3 separate regions of the Mus musculus genome follow, and all the other regions are linked to region 2. The links are chromatin contacts, called in public HiChIP or PLAC-seq maps. All regions are on one chromosome and are shown on one strand. Each heading gives the region's core, a stretch centred on a gene start, on an enhancer-like site or on the middle of the called end of the contact. The rest is flanking DNA. Distances are from core to core; before and after follow the strand shown. Region 1 has its middle 5.2 kb from the start of Gm40135. Region 2 overlaps Bcar3 (breast cancer anti-estrogen resistance 3). Region 3 has its middle 24 kb from the start of Myoz2.

Region 1 (4,344 bases), core at 752-3,251, 940 kb after region 2:
AGAAAATGACTTCAGTGTTTTCATATATAAAATAAAAAGGGAAAGAAAAGAAACTGTATCCAAAATCATGACATGATTGTGGGATTTATTTATTTATAGGTTATCATACATGAGTAGTATATTTAAACCATTTCCACTCCACCATCTCTCGTTCTAATCCCTCATGTGTTGTATACACCCAATGCCTTATCAAGTTCATGATGTCTTCTGTTCTCTTTCTCTCCCCCCTGGCTTTTTTTTTCCCTTCGGTTTTTCAAGACAAGGTTTCTCTGAGCAGTCTTGGCTGTCCTGGAACTCACTCTGTAGACCAGGATATCTTCAAATTCATAGAGATCCACTTCCCTCTGCCTCCTGAATGCTGGAATTAAAGGTGTGTGCCACTACTGCCCAGCGATGTCTTCTTTAATTATTATTGTGACATGTGTGTGTGTGTGTAATACAACCTGATGAGTCCATTTAGTACATCAGATAAGTACATCAGATTCCATTTTTCTAATTACTTATCTCCAGTGAAGCTGGCATCCCAAATTAATGTAGCTTTTAAAAATAATATTTGTATTAGTTTTTTGAGAATTTCATACAATGTATCTTGGCATTTCCCTCCTAGATCTACTCCTGCCTCCTCAACAACTCCATACTCTCTCTCTCTCTCTCTTAAAGGTTCATTTATTTAATGTATATGAGTACATTGTAGCCGTCTTCAGACACACCTGAAGGGGGCATCAGATCCCATTTCAGATGGTTGTGAGCCACCATGTAGTTGCTGGGAATTGAACTCGGGACCCCTGGAAGAGCAGTCAGTGCTCTTTTAAGATTTATTTATTTAAATTATGTATGTGTGTACACTGTAACTGTACAGATGGTTGTGAGCCTTCATGTGGTTTTTGGAAATTAAATTTTACTCCGGTCAGCCCTGCTCGCTCCAAGCCCAAAGATTTTATTATTATACACAAGTACACTGTAGCTGACTTCAGACGCACCAGAAGAGGGCATCATATCACATTACGGGTGGTTGTGAGCCACCACGTGGTTTCTGGGATTTGAACTCAGGACCTTCAGAAGAGCAATCAGTGCTCTTAACCGTTGAGCCACCTCTCCAGCCCCACAATCTGAACTCTTGCCTGTGTGATGTACAGTATCTTTTCTATTTAAAGATTTATTTATTTATTAGATGGAAGTACACTGTAGCTGTCTTCAGACACCCTAGAAGAGGGCGTCAGATCTCATTACAGAGTGAGCCACCATGTGGTTGCTGGGATTTGAAGTCAGGACCTTCAGAAGAGCAATCAGTGCTCTTAACTGCTGAGTCATCTCTCCAGCCCGATGTACAGTATCATGAGGCCTCTGAATTTGCTCCCCAGGACTGTATCTTGTCCTCACTATCGCTCTAATACATTTGCTAACATAATATTCCCTTTCAAGTTTGATTATTTATACAACAAGTTGAGCCCAGCAGCAGAACAAATGATTAGGGTGCATAAAGCCGTGGGTTCAGACCCCAGCACTAAAATGAGAAAGAAGACAATGAGGTTTTGCCTAAACACACACGTAAGAGACAGTTTAAGATGCTGTTTTCCAAGGCTTCCACCCTACAAAATGCTCCATGAGATTCAGTTTGGAGCTGATTAACTGTATCTTAAAGCAGGCTCATCTTTCAGGGCTCAGCGGGGCCTCTCTCCCCATGACTTCTGTGATTACCTCTGTTTTCTCTCTCTCTCTCTCTCTCTCTCTCTCTCTCTCTCTCTCTCTCTCTCTCTCTGTCCTTTGCGCTTCCTCCTGGGTTTCTCTTTAGATCCCGTTGTCCCAGAGGAAAAACAAAAACAAGACAATCAAACAGAACACAAGATGCCTTGTATATCTAGTGTAGAAGAGAAATCGTGGCTCAGCTCTCATTAATCAACCGATTGGGTAGAGTTCACCAGCCGCTCACTTTGTCTTGTAAATAATTACTTAGAGTCTGAGGCCCATGAGCTCTGCTTGAAGTCTTCTGGCTCCATCTTCTGGATTAAATTGTAAGTATTTGGAGAAAGAACTGGGTGAAAGTCCACAGAGCAGGGTGGGACTTGAGGGAGTGAAATCAGGTGTCTGGGCTCAGGATTCCAGGAGCTCCTGACCCGTTCTCAATCACATCACCCCCATCCCCCACTCCCCCTACCCCCACCCCTGCCCAGCCGGCCTCAGGGAGACTGGCTGGGCCAGCTGCTGCCAATCTAGTGTTTTATCTGTGGGGTCATGACCTGCACTCTAGTGCTTCCTACTCTTCCCTGTCTAGACTTGCAGTCCACGGTCTGACATCAGTTCAGAGGCGCCCACCAAAGCCTCTGACAAGGGCCATTACAATAGCCAAGATGAGCTGAAAGCAAACAGATGAAAGCAGTAAAAATTAGAACTCACTCACCCGGAAAAGGCTGAAGGTGGATGAGCTCTTATTCTAACATCTTTGTACACAATACTAAGGCAGAAAAACTCTTCTGATTCTGTGCCGTTTATATTTAGCGGATACTTCAATATCTTGATCTTTTTTAAATGTATAGCAACAGGCTTTTATGAAGAAAGTCCATTTGCACTGTAGACTCCGTTCTAAGTTAACTTGCCCTTAGGCAAGGGCATGGCCCCTGCCCTTGAGGTCTGAGAAAAATCACAAAATGTCCCTGGAAGTAACAAAATAGACATAGTAGCTGCTGCTAGCTGATAACAACAGAGTGGGCTAAGAAAACCTAAGTCTTTCCTAGGTCAAGGTGCTCCGGTTTTGATGTACGCTCCCTCCTTATGGTTTAACCAGGTGCTGTAAACCAATTAGTTTAAAGACCTTCCACGGACCGGGCTCAATCGGCCCCCCTCAATTCGTGGGGAGTCAGGGGTTCCGGCAGGTGGACATAGAGTCGGCGAGAATGGGGTGACAAACAGACATGACACGAGAGAGTGTGTTGGATCTGAATGTAATGTCAAATTGAGCATCAAACTTTTTATACAGTAGAAAATAGGGAAGTTCGGTGACACATCGGCAAGGTACAATGAGATTACTGGATGCTTAATGACTATCACACAAAACAGGAATGCAAACACAAAGACTGGCAGGAACTGGGCAATAAAACAACTGAGACAAGGTCAGCTCTATCTAAGGTCAGCTATATTCTAGGAAGCCAGGTGTGAGGTCTTTACACTCCCAGGGCAAGGGCTTTCATGCCCAAGTCATGGCTCTAATTAGGGAGTTCCGTTCTAGCTAACCTTCTCATGAATAATGCAATACTTTAAAACCACAGCTTGATCTAATTCCTAAACCATTGTAAATTCCTGTATATGGGAGTGACTTGGCTTTTATTCTAAGTGATTGTGTGTGGGGACTTTCTACTAATAAGTAATGTAGTCTGCCATACATAACTATAATAAGAATTCTAAACTTGGGGCTGGTGAGGTGGCTCAGCGGTTAAGAGCACTGACTACTCTTCCAAAGGTCCCGAGTTCAAATCCCAGCAACCACAGTAACCATCCATAACGAGATCTGACGCCCTCTTCTGGTGTGTCTGAAGACAACTACAGTGTCCTTACATATAATAAAGAAATAAATCTTTAAAAAAAAATTCTAAATTTACGTTGCTAAGCTTGCCCTGAGATTTCTAACTCTATGTAGTATATAGTAAGGCCTGATTTCTTTCACTATCTCTCTTACAATACTAGAGGCAATTCTGAATGTCACTGAATAGGCAACTTTCTTACCAAGACCAGAGTCAGCTCAAGGACTACCTAGGGTATTGGTGAAGGCCAAGAAGCAAAGTTCCATTTTGCTTAGGTATTTGGCAAGTCATTGCTTGGAGGCACCTATAACGAAACAATACTGAAAGGAAGCACACAGATCCATTCACCAGGACAAAATTGGAGCATATGTGCTATGGGATGCCACAGTTCCAGGAGACTAAGTTTCCAAGAAACTCTTCTCCTTGGGACTGCTTCCAGGTTTCTAAACCTGTCAAGCAAGTCACTACTGGAGTGGATGTAGCAAAGACCAGCATTCCTTTACCCTCTCAGGTAACACCAAGGCTTAGAAACACCCGCTTGCAGTTTTCCCCCTGCTTGCAGGGTTTTTCCCCCCGCTTGCATATAGATACAAATAAGTATACAGAAATGCAGATAAATGAATGATGGATAGATGGGTTAGATGTGTAACAAATTTTTGGGCACCCTGAGTTGCCTTCGAGACAAGTGTTTGAAAAAGAACAAAGTTAAGTCGTCAAGCAAGTTGACATTTGGAAAGGTATCAAAGGTGTCACTGAAGCCATGACAGTGTGACCAGAAACTGGTGAGTTGCAGCTGGAACTATGTGTGCACCTATGCAGGTCAGGGCTG
Region 2 (4,844 bases), core at 2,265-4,764:
ACAGACGCAGGAGTCTCCAACTTCCAAATTTCCCAGGGTGAGCATAGACAGCATCCACTCTGCATTTCACTTTCAAAATAGTTGTCAGTTAATTGCTTGAGACATTGGACACATTCTTATAAAACAGTCTCTGTGTCAAGGATTTCTCCGTGCTGTAGGCTAACTGCTCTGAATATCCAGGGCAGGCTGGACTAAGCTGGGATGCCTGGAAGGTCAGGTATATTATTAATTTCCTCTTCGTGTTAGAATTGTTTCAATTTCTGGCCAGCTCTGTCACCCTGTTCAGAGTTGAGGAGCATCTGTAGGGCAGAAGAAACTGTTGTGGTTGCCACATACACCTCCACACAAAGAGCCACAGGGCCTGATGGAACAGAGCTGGTCTCAGATACCACCGAGAAAGGCTAAAGCTGGAGAAGCAGCTAGACAGAGCAGCTAAGGTTGTTGAAGATAGTCCAACACATTACCCACTGGGCAAATCACATTCAGTTTTTGCTTCAAAAAGGGATGTAAGCCAGACTAGGTGGGCAGAGAGTAGGATGTGCTGTTGAGATCTTTGCCGCTCTGGGTTCACAAGCACCTGCTGTGCCCTGGCGGATGCAGAGTCTCTAGAAGCAGGCTCTTCAGTGTGACAGACACTCAGGCATCTGCATCTCAGGTTGACAGTTTCCCCAGATTTCTCAAGGGGGATGAGGGATGATGGCTGTTAAATGGTCTCTTTCAGGAAACAACATCGATCTGCCCAACACAAAGACTAAGTACAGTCTTCACAAATAGATTCCTTTCTATTGGACATCAGATCCCTGCACCTCCCCCCAACAAGTTTATGATTCTCCAAACAGCTATTAAAATTGCATAGCTGAATAACATGAAGCAATAGGCAGCCTTGAGTTTTCTTTCATACTGTTATGCTTTATAATTCTACCCTAGATATCGCTCTATCACAAACACCTATCATCTCCCAGTATCCCCTTGGAAATGCTGTATTTCACACGCTTCTGTTTCTATACCATGGCATTACAGTAAAAATTAAAAGAATATGCACATAGGCTGGGGCTGTAACTCAGTTGGCAACGTACTTGCCTAGCACAAATGAAGACCTGGCTTCCATACCCCAGCACTGCATACACTATATAGTATTCTCCTATACTCCCAACACCTAAGAGGATACGAGTGCAAGGTCATCGGTCTAGGATCTTACGTATCCTAGTTCCTGTCTCAAAAGGAGGAGGAGGAGGAGGAGGAGGAGGAAGAAGAGTATAAGATGTAGGGATTTCAACTTCTCAGTTAGTCTCAGACTACCTGGCAGGCTTGGGTGGGCATCTTTTAGTAGAAAGCCATGGGCCATCTTCCCAGGTCAAGAGGCAGAATCATGATCCTTGATATAACATTTCAGGGGACTCCTCTAGATCCCCTGTAAGTCCCTGGGAGTCTAATCCATCCAGGGTGGTTCAGCATCTCCTTTGCCAGGCTGCCTCCCATTCCACAGTAACCATGCAGACATCACATGCAGAGCAAAGCTTGTTTCCATCATCTCTCCTTCTGGGTTTTCTCTGCTGTACACACTGCCTTTTCTTTCCCTCCTACTTTTAGTGAGAACAACATAAAGAGCTGACAGGCAACGACTACAGAAGAGGCACAGCGGTCCCTCTGCAGCGGAGCCTTCGGGGAGTGCCCCACCCCCATCAGGACCAACTGAGCTCTTTCCCATCTTACAGGCAATCTTACAGGCACTTCTGCAAATTGGCACCTTCCAAAACTGAGCCTGGAGACAGACATCCACGTGGCTCTAAAGAGACTCCGAACATGTTCCAGGCGTCAGTGCTGCGCCAGTAGCTAGCTGAAGTGACCTTGGGAGATGACTTGACCTCTCAAAACCTCAAGCTGCTCCCCAAACATACCAGGTGATTACAGGCAACGAATGATAACATTATAAAGCCTGATCCCCAATACATGCAAGGCACAGTCTGCAAATGTGAGTTTCCATTCCTCTTTGAAGAAAGGCACTAGAAACCATCCTCTGTCGCTGACAACTCTCAGATGCTGGGCGACCCGGACCTCTGTCCTCAGAGAAGGTGGACAATGACTGAGTCACTGCCGGACTGCAGCTGGTGCTGAGGACCCTTCTGAGTTTTTAAAACTAGAACTAAAGAGGAGATAGATGATCAAGAGTATTTAGCATTAAAAGTATATTTTAATCCTCAACTTCAAAACCTGATAATCGGAAGACATACGAAGGATCTTTAATCACACTTGCTCAGATGTCTCAGAGGGTCCCCTGCATCATCGTTATCTGATGAGCTGTTGATGGAAACAGGCAGGACACAAAGCCACAGTATTTGTCTCCATGCTCACCCCAAAGCCCATCTACTATTGGATACCCCTGTTCCAGCCAACCTGACTGAGTACCTATGGGTAATTCGTGAGATCTGGGTGATACCCCACCACCACCCCTGTCATTGTCCCTGTCTCTGGCTGCAAAATTAGACTTTAGTCTATGTTCTGACCTGCTGTCCTGCCAATCTCACTCCTCCAACACCTCCATGCTGGGTGGCTGTTGCCATGACAACCGATCTTTGGCTTCTGCTTAGAGTGCCCTGAGAACCATCTCCCAGGTGCCTAATTTCTTCATACTGCTCTGGTCCAAATTTCTGGACTGTCTGATTTTAACTTATTTCTAGAGTCATGTTGTGTCTAGCCTCATGAAGATTGTGCCGTTCTCCCCCCACCACCACCACCACCATCCATGCTGTTCTAATTTATACTGCCTGTCTGTATTCCCCGGAGAAACTATTCTCTGCCTCCCCTAAGCCTGCAACAGCAGGAATCCACCAGTCACAGTGAGGATTGCTTAGGCACAGGGCAGGCAGGCACCGAGGGAGACCACACTCATTCCAACCCTGACAGAAAACAGTGGAATTAATCCCTTCGCAATAAAGTTTAGCTACCTGAATGAAAAACACTTCAGTAGAAAAATGGTCTTTTGTCAGTCAGAAACAACCTGGCTATTATCATCTGAATGAGACAGTGATTAATCCTGCATTCTGCCAAAACAGCACTGAAAATCAGTCTGTATTAGGAGCTCTTAACTGGGAGGTGAAGTATGGCTTCTATGATCCATACGAACCACTGGGTGATAATGTGCTCACTGGAGAAATAGGTTAGAGCTTATACTCAATTCCCAAACACTTAGGGGACCTAGAAGTCCCCACTGATTGGTTATCCACTTTTTAAAAAAGTAACTTAATAGATAAAGTGTCTGTGTGTATGCATGCGCGCATGTCCAAGCTTCCATGTGGGAATCTATTGTCTCCTTCACCCTGTGGGTTCTGGGGAATCAAACTCAGGTCAGCAGGTTTCATGGCAGGTACCTTTACCTGCTGAGTCAGGTCACCAGTCTAAGATTCAGAAAGGCTTTCAATAGCCAGTAGAAAGGAAGTGAGCAAAATAGCCTAGTGATCATGACTGGACCTGCAAAACACTTGTCTGGTTGCCATGGACACCGGTTGGCTTAGCAGGGCTGTGACTGGTAAGAGGAGGAGCCAGGCAAGCAGTGTTGAGACCCCTTATGGCTGTGAAGTAGCTTTCCCCTGTGAAAAAGACAAGCCCTTGTGCTCCTCTGGTGGGAGGGCCTTGTGTATCACAGTAAATGTGTAATATGTACAAGTCTGATCTCAGCAACCTCTTGGCAGCCACACATCTGGGGAGTGCATCTAGAAAGGCCATGGCGGTCACCCACATCTCTCTACCTCATTTCCTAGTGTGTGATGTTCCCAAGGGCCAGAATTTCTGCTGAGAATTCTACCAGTGTCTCGTTTAGCACACTAGGAGGGGGGCATCATTATCACCATGGTCTGGGCAGCAAGCAGTAGTTCTTAGAATGAGTAATGAGAGCAAGCCAGAACCTGCTTTATCTGATGTGCTAACAGAAGCATCACACCTGACTGCCAGGACCAGAACACTCTAATCTAAAGCAAATCCAGGAGGCAGACCTCCCCTCATCCAGTGACAGATAGTCCAGCAGCACAGGTTGAGGGTTCATCCGCAATGTCAGGGATACTGGACAACATATAACAGTCAGGGAAGTGTAGCTCATAGATTGGGGATGCTGAGAACAGAATCTCTGGACCAGGAGGCAGCAAGCCTCAGGTGTTGAGCACAAGCCAGGAACACCTCTCTGTGTATAGACCTCCTGTGCCCTTGGTGGGGAAAGGCCGGATCCGAAGGCTCTCTGTGAGAGACTGCATTGATCGGCAGCCAATGTCTTCACTTCCTTGATGGCTGCCAAGTACAACGATGTCTTCAGAAGTGACATCTAAAAGGTCAATATTTTCTTTACTTGGTGCCTAGGGTGAGGACAATGGGTTGTTTTTGCCAGTGTTCAAAGGCTAGTAGAATGCCACCAACCCCCACCCTGTCCCTGTGCACCTTACGGCACTCCTTCCAAAGTAAGTGGGAGGGCTGGGTGGAGGAAGGGGGAGGTACCAGGGTGAGCAGCAGGAATGGGTCTGGAGAGTCTGGATCATTATCTGGAACACTGTGTCTTAGGGCTGGGTCACTTGCGATAACAGATGTAGAAATCTTTCCAAGGCCACACAGGTGATAATCAGGTGATACACAGCTCTCCCAAGGGCCCACTTCTATCTCCTCTGTCACAGTGGCCACCACGAAACTATCCAGCCCATAAATAAACCAAAGAGAGTGAAACTGCAGAGAGCTGTGTACAGGTTTTAAGAAGATGGAAAAGGGTATGGGGAGGAATATCTGCAGAGTTTAGCAGTCATGTGTCAACACAGTATATGTGTATCCCAAGAAGACAGAGATAATTAGAAAAATAGCCTACTATG
Region 3 (4,866 bases), core at 425-2,924, 580 kb before region 2:
GGTCTCAGGTTCCTATTTGCTTGACCCCTAGTAGATTACAAATTCCATGAGTGTAGGCGCTGGGGGCTTTTGTAGCTCAGCACCCAGTACAGAGCAGGACTCCATTAAGTACCCCGTGTATTCGTAGAATTAAGGAGTGAATGGAAAATGTGGGCTTTTCCACAGGTCATCCTACTGAGGGAATATGTACTGTGGTTTTTGTGGACAGTCCCAAGTATCAGCAGTCTACAATATGAAATCTGTCACAGGAAAGATCCAGTGTGATTTTAACTTTACCTCAGGATTCTCTCCTTGCCAGTCCTCCTCTAGAGCCTCACAGGAGATGCCATCATGGAGTCGTCATTTCATTTGCTGGCTTTCTTCTCTTGTTCTTTCAAAGCACAAGGCAAAGCAAACATAATATCTGGAGGTAAACAGACAAATAAACTAGATTTCACTATTCAGCCTTGTGGTCTTTAGAAATGTCTTAGCTGTGCAATGGTGGCACATGGCTGTAATCATTGCACGTGGGAGGAAGAGGCAGGAGGGCTATGGAGTTCAAATTATATACTCACCCCAGCTTGGTAGTATATAATCACAAGTACACTGACATACACACACACCAGTGGGGAGAATAAATTACCTTTCACTTCATTTTCCTTATGATAGAATGAAGACTCTTACCATAATAGTATTGTCAAAGAATTAGTTGGCACATATGGGCCCTCCTGGCACATACGAGAATTCTGTATATGTCAACATTAATCCTGTTAAAGTCTTTCTTTTCACTTTTGCGGTAACTGGACTATGCTCTGGAAGTTCGGTGTGATTCTCAGTTTCTTGCTTTCTTCATACTGTCAGATATTTTCTCCCTACAGCTGATTTTAAGTCTCCCTTGCCCTCCCTTGTTCCCTTCTCTGTTTCTACCCCACCCTTTTCTTGTTTTGGTGAGAATCTCTCCTGTAGCCCATGCTGACCTTGAACTTGCTGTGTAGACACGGGTGACCTTGAACTTCTCATCCTCCTGTTTCTACCTCCTGAGTCCTGAACTTGAGAACAGACTTTTCCAGACTTTGCAGCCAAGTTAATAATATGTCTTGAGATAACTTCAGACTTTTACTAAAAACCCTGCTGTCCCAGTGTGTGCTCAGTCTGTTTAAGTTTAACCCACCTTTAAGAGAACAATGTAACCAATCTTAATATTCCTTGAATTTTCCATGTGATCAGATTTTATAACCTAAGTTAACACATAGCTTTAATCTTAAATTACCTTATCTTCTGTGTCCCTGACACAGAATGATGTGTGTGTGTGTGTGTGTGTGTGTGTGTGTGTGTGTGTGTGTGTGTTGTGGTAATGATTTGTTGAGAGCAGCTAACAGGTTGGAAGCAACCTTAAAACAAATAGCCACCATCGATATTGCAAGCAGCATGTGGCTATGGATTGATAATGTCTGTTTACAATGTCGAGTGCTACACTCTTGAGTCATATGGGGCAGCAACTGCTACCCTTGTGAAATTCGATTGAAGAGTTTGTCTAAAAAGAAAATAATAATCCCCCATTCCTTTTCCCCATCATGTTTTCTGTGCTGCTCAGTTACCATAGAACAAAGCCTTTTGGAAGAACCAGACACAGTATCAGACACAAGCACAGATTCAGACAGACACAGGCACAGCTCACAGGCATAATGAACAGGGCACAGCTTTAGAGATGTACAACAGGCAGATCACAGATAGGCCAGTAACCACCAACTACAGGCAGACAGAAAGCAGGGAGAGAAAGTGGAGAACTCAAACTTGGGCTTGCTCTTGGTCAAATTAATCCAAGAGGAAGTAACTTTATTTTCATTGTTTATGCATCAAAGACATCTTCAGAGGCCATCTTTAGTGCATTAACCAATGCAGACCCCCAGCCCTGCATAACCCCAGTGTGGGATTCCATACCTGCCATCCCAGAACTCAGGAGGTGGAAACAGGAGGATGAGAAGTTCAAGGTCACTCTTGACTATAGCTTCCCCGTCCCACATAAAAGATGCTCTCTCAGCTCTCACTATGGTCCCTGGCTCTTACAGTTTTTCACCCTCTCTTCTCTGATGGTCCCTATGGCTCAGGTATAGGGATCATACAGTATAGTGGTGTAGATATGTCAGGTGGGGTCAGTTAGTCACCAGCTGGAGCTTTCTGTAATGGACCCCATCTGCTGAAGAAGCCAGAATCTGAAGGTACGTGTAGGATTTTAATGAACTACTCATCTTTCTTGAGCCTTTCCTCGTCTTTAAGACCTGAGGAAAAATGGCCTTCTATACATGGAGTTCCCGTTTGTTTCTTTTAAGTGTCTTTGCAGTGTTGGCTTAGGATCACTTGAAAATACCTACTGTCTTCAGATTCTCCCAGCTTCAGGAGAATGTGGAAAGCCAGTCTTCAAACACATACAAAACTAGTTAATAGTGAGAAGTTCTAAAGAGACTTTTTTATATACCCTGCTTATTGTGCATACTGGACAGGAACGCCACCACCAAGCTCATCTCTCTCTTACTTTTGCTTGATGTGGAGTCTTGCTAAATTGCACAGGCAGGCTGGCCTCTGAGTTGCTATGTATACCAAACAATCTTTGAATGTGTGATAGCCTTAGCTCCTGAGCAGCTGGAATTACAAGTGTGAACCACACCTGGCTTTATTGGCCAGAGGTTAAACACAGGTAATATCTCCAGGGAGGGGCAATGTACATAGTACAAGCAAGTTTATTTTTGGCTCTCCCTTGGGCTGCAGGTATAACCCTTTTATATTCTGACTTTATAGCATGTGGGCCTCTCAGCAAGCTTCTCATGGTGTCTAAACCCTTGGCTTTCTTGTCTATCTTCATAAAAGATATACAAATGAATTCTCAGGTTCGTTCAGGTCAGGAAACACCTTCACTATAGGATTTCTGAGGCAGGAGATTTGTATATGGATGCCTTGGTTACATTATTGTTCTTTACTCTTTTATCTTTGGGCAATGAAATGTTGCTAGAGAAGAGAGGATAAGAAAGCAATGTCAGTGGGGCAGTGGTGGCGCACGCCTTTAATCCCAGCACTTGGGAGGCGGAGGCAGGTGGATTTCTGAGTTCGAGGACAGCCTGGTCTACAGCGTGAGTTCCAGGACAGCCAGGGCTAAACAGAGAAGCCCTGTCTCAAAAAAACCAAAAGCAAGCAAGCAAGCAAGCAAGCAAGCAAGCAAAGATCAGGAAGAATATTCATTTGGGGCAGGGATCTCTCACACATTCCAGGCAGGGCTTAACCTGTTTTCTTTGCCTTACCCTGCTTATGATTTTTGCCAAGTTGGTTTCACAGTGGGAAAGCTGATTGTTTACACATGCTCAAACATTTGCTCGCTGACCCCACGGTTGGGTGCACCTTTGGGATAACCAAAGATAAAGAAGCTAAGATGAATTTAATTTTATCCATCTCCTGTAGACTGTTGAAAATAAACAACAACACATAGAAGCAGGAATACGTATACCTCATCGTGCACGGTTTCCATAACACAGACACAGAAGCTCTCACACAGTTCAAGGCTTGTAACCATGCTACAGCACCGGCTCAGCCAACCCTCTTCGGAACCAAACAAGGAACTACATGACTCCCAGCCCAGTGGGAACTACATGACTCTACAGCCCAGTGGGAACTACATGACTCGGTCAACATCACAGGATAGAACCGCTCCTAGGAATATAGCTCCCGATTTGGGCATAACAATTTCTTTCCACTATGCCATGTGTCTGGGTAACACACAATTTCTATTTCAATAGAAAATGATGAGTGTGTTCAACACACAGTGTACTTTATGAATGTAGCTTATGTGTCAAAGCTAATTTCTAGTATCTGAGTGCCCTTTCCGGTTCACTAGTTAGGAACCAGTATACAGCCAGGGATGCTGGCACATGTCTACAAATCCACCAGCTACGGGGCTGAGAAGAAAGGTTGGTGAGGTGGAGGCCAGCTGGCTATCTACTGAGTGCTACAGCATCCTTGGAAGCTTATATAATAAGACCCTGTTTTTTAAAAAAAATAGGATAAAAAAGAAAACCAGTATACATCAAAGTTACTTAAGCCTTCCATGACTATCAAAAAGAAAATTTTATTATTTAGATAATTTTCTTTTGGAACTTAGACATTGATATCCTGAGCACGGGTTTCTTCTTTGCTGACCACTCATGGTAAGATACAAGGATCGATAGCTGTATCTGGGAAGACCAGTGTTGCTTGGGGACCTGGTAGGAGTAAACTTCAGAACCCAATGCAAAACAAAAAGAAAAGATTCCGGAATGATAACTCTAAGTCTGTGTGCTGGTACATTCCATCTAGTCGCCTAGAACTAATTAGATCCGGCAGGTACATTTTTTTAAGCTTATTTTCTTTTGTTTTAACTACAAACGCAGAAAGTTCACTTATTTTGAGGTTTGTGTCACATCTGCAAGGGATCCAAAGTGAATATGGAAAGCATCTCCTTCAAACGTAGGTTGTGCCGTCAGAGGAGCTGCGTGTGCCGGTGGAGTTTAGTGTTTGAACGAAGTCTCATGAACAAGAACTGAGGGTGACTCAAACATAATCTCTGTTAATAACAAAGTGTCTAGCCAAGAAAATACAAGCGGATTTGTTTATCCTTATTTGTCAACCTGACACACCCCAGGTACATCAGCAAGGAAAGTTCCAATGGAGGAACTGCCTAGATCAGGTTAGCCTATGGGCAGGTCTGCTTGGGGGAGTGGGTAGTCTGGACTGGTGATTGATGTAGGAGAGCCCAACCCACTGTGGGAGGCACCATCCCTAAGCAGGTGGTCTTGGCCGCCCACAGGAGCTATGGCTCCGTGGTTAGGAGCTCTGTTGTTGAGGCAGAGGGGCAGTGTTTGG

The links. HiChIP or PLAC-seq counts read pairs in DNA pulled down with a chosen protein or histone mark.
Region 1: an HNF4G HiChIP or PLAC-seq map of pancreatic cancer cells shows a contact between it and region 2. The contact joins two enhancer-like sites. A contact is called at or near these places in 1 of 484 Hi-C or Micro-C datasets (the N1E-115 cell line) and 2 of 115 datasets of contacts at active chromatin or transcription factors (extraembryonic endoderm stem cells and pancreatic cancer cells).
Region 3: a FOXA1 HiChIP or PLAC-seq map of pancreatic cancer cells shows a contact between it and region 2. The contact joins two enhancer-like sites. A contact is called at or near these places in 2 of 39 promoter capture datasets (both in liver) and 1 of 115 datasets of contacts at active chromatin or transcription factors (pancreatic cancer cells).

What each region holds. Positions count from the first base shown.
Region 1 is chr3:121,537,833-121,542,176 of GRCm38.p6, reverse strand. No RefSeq gene overlaps it. Among named protein-coding and RNA genes, the nearest start is that of Gm40135, 5.2 kb to the left of the region's middle. Within about 2 kb of position 2,001, at least 59 of the 459 cell types and tissues checked have an H3K27ac peak or open chromatin away from gene starts, as enhancers often do. A contact at or near this core is called in the N1E-115 cell line and pancreatic cancer cells, where this site is marked.
Region 2 is chr3:122,474,576-122,479,419 of GRCm38.p6, reverse strand. The region is part of intron 3 of Bcar3 (breast cancer anti-estrogen resistance 3); the gene reads right to left. Gm34349 (a long non-coding RNA gene) reads left to right here. Exons shown (of 2, transcript XR_376033.3): 2 at 1,591-2,959. Among named protein-coding and RNA genes, the nearest start is that of Gm34349, 3.2 kb to the left of the region's middle. Within about 2 kb of position 3,514, at least 172 of the 459 cell types and tissues checked have an H3K27ac peak or open chromatin away from gene starts, as enhancers often do. A contact at or near this core is called in the N1E-115 cell line and pancreatic cancer cells, where this site is marked.
Region 3 is chr3:123,056,834-123,061,699 of GRCm38.p6, reverse strand. No RefSeq gene overlaps it. Among named protein-coding and RNA genes, the nearest start is that of Myoz2, 24 kb to the right of the region's middle. Within about 2 kb of position 1,674, at least 22 of the 459 cell types and tissues checked have an H3K27ac peak or open chromatin away from gene starts, as enhancers often do. A contact at or near this core is called in pancreatic cancer cells, where this site is marked.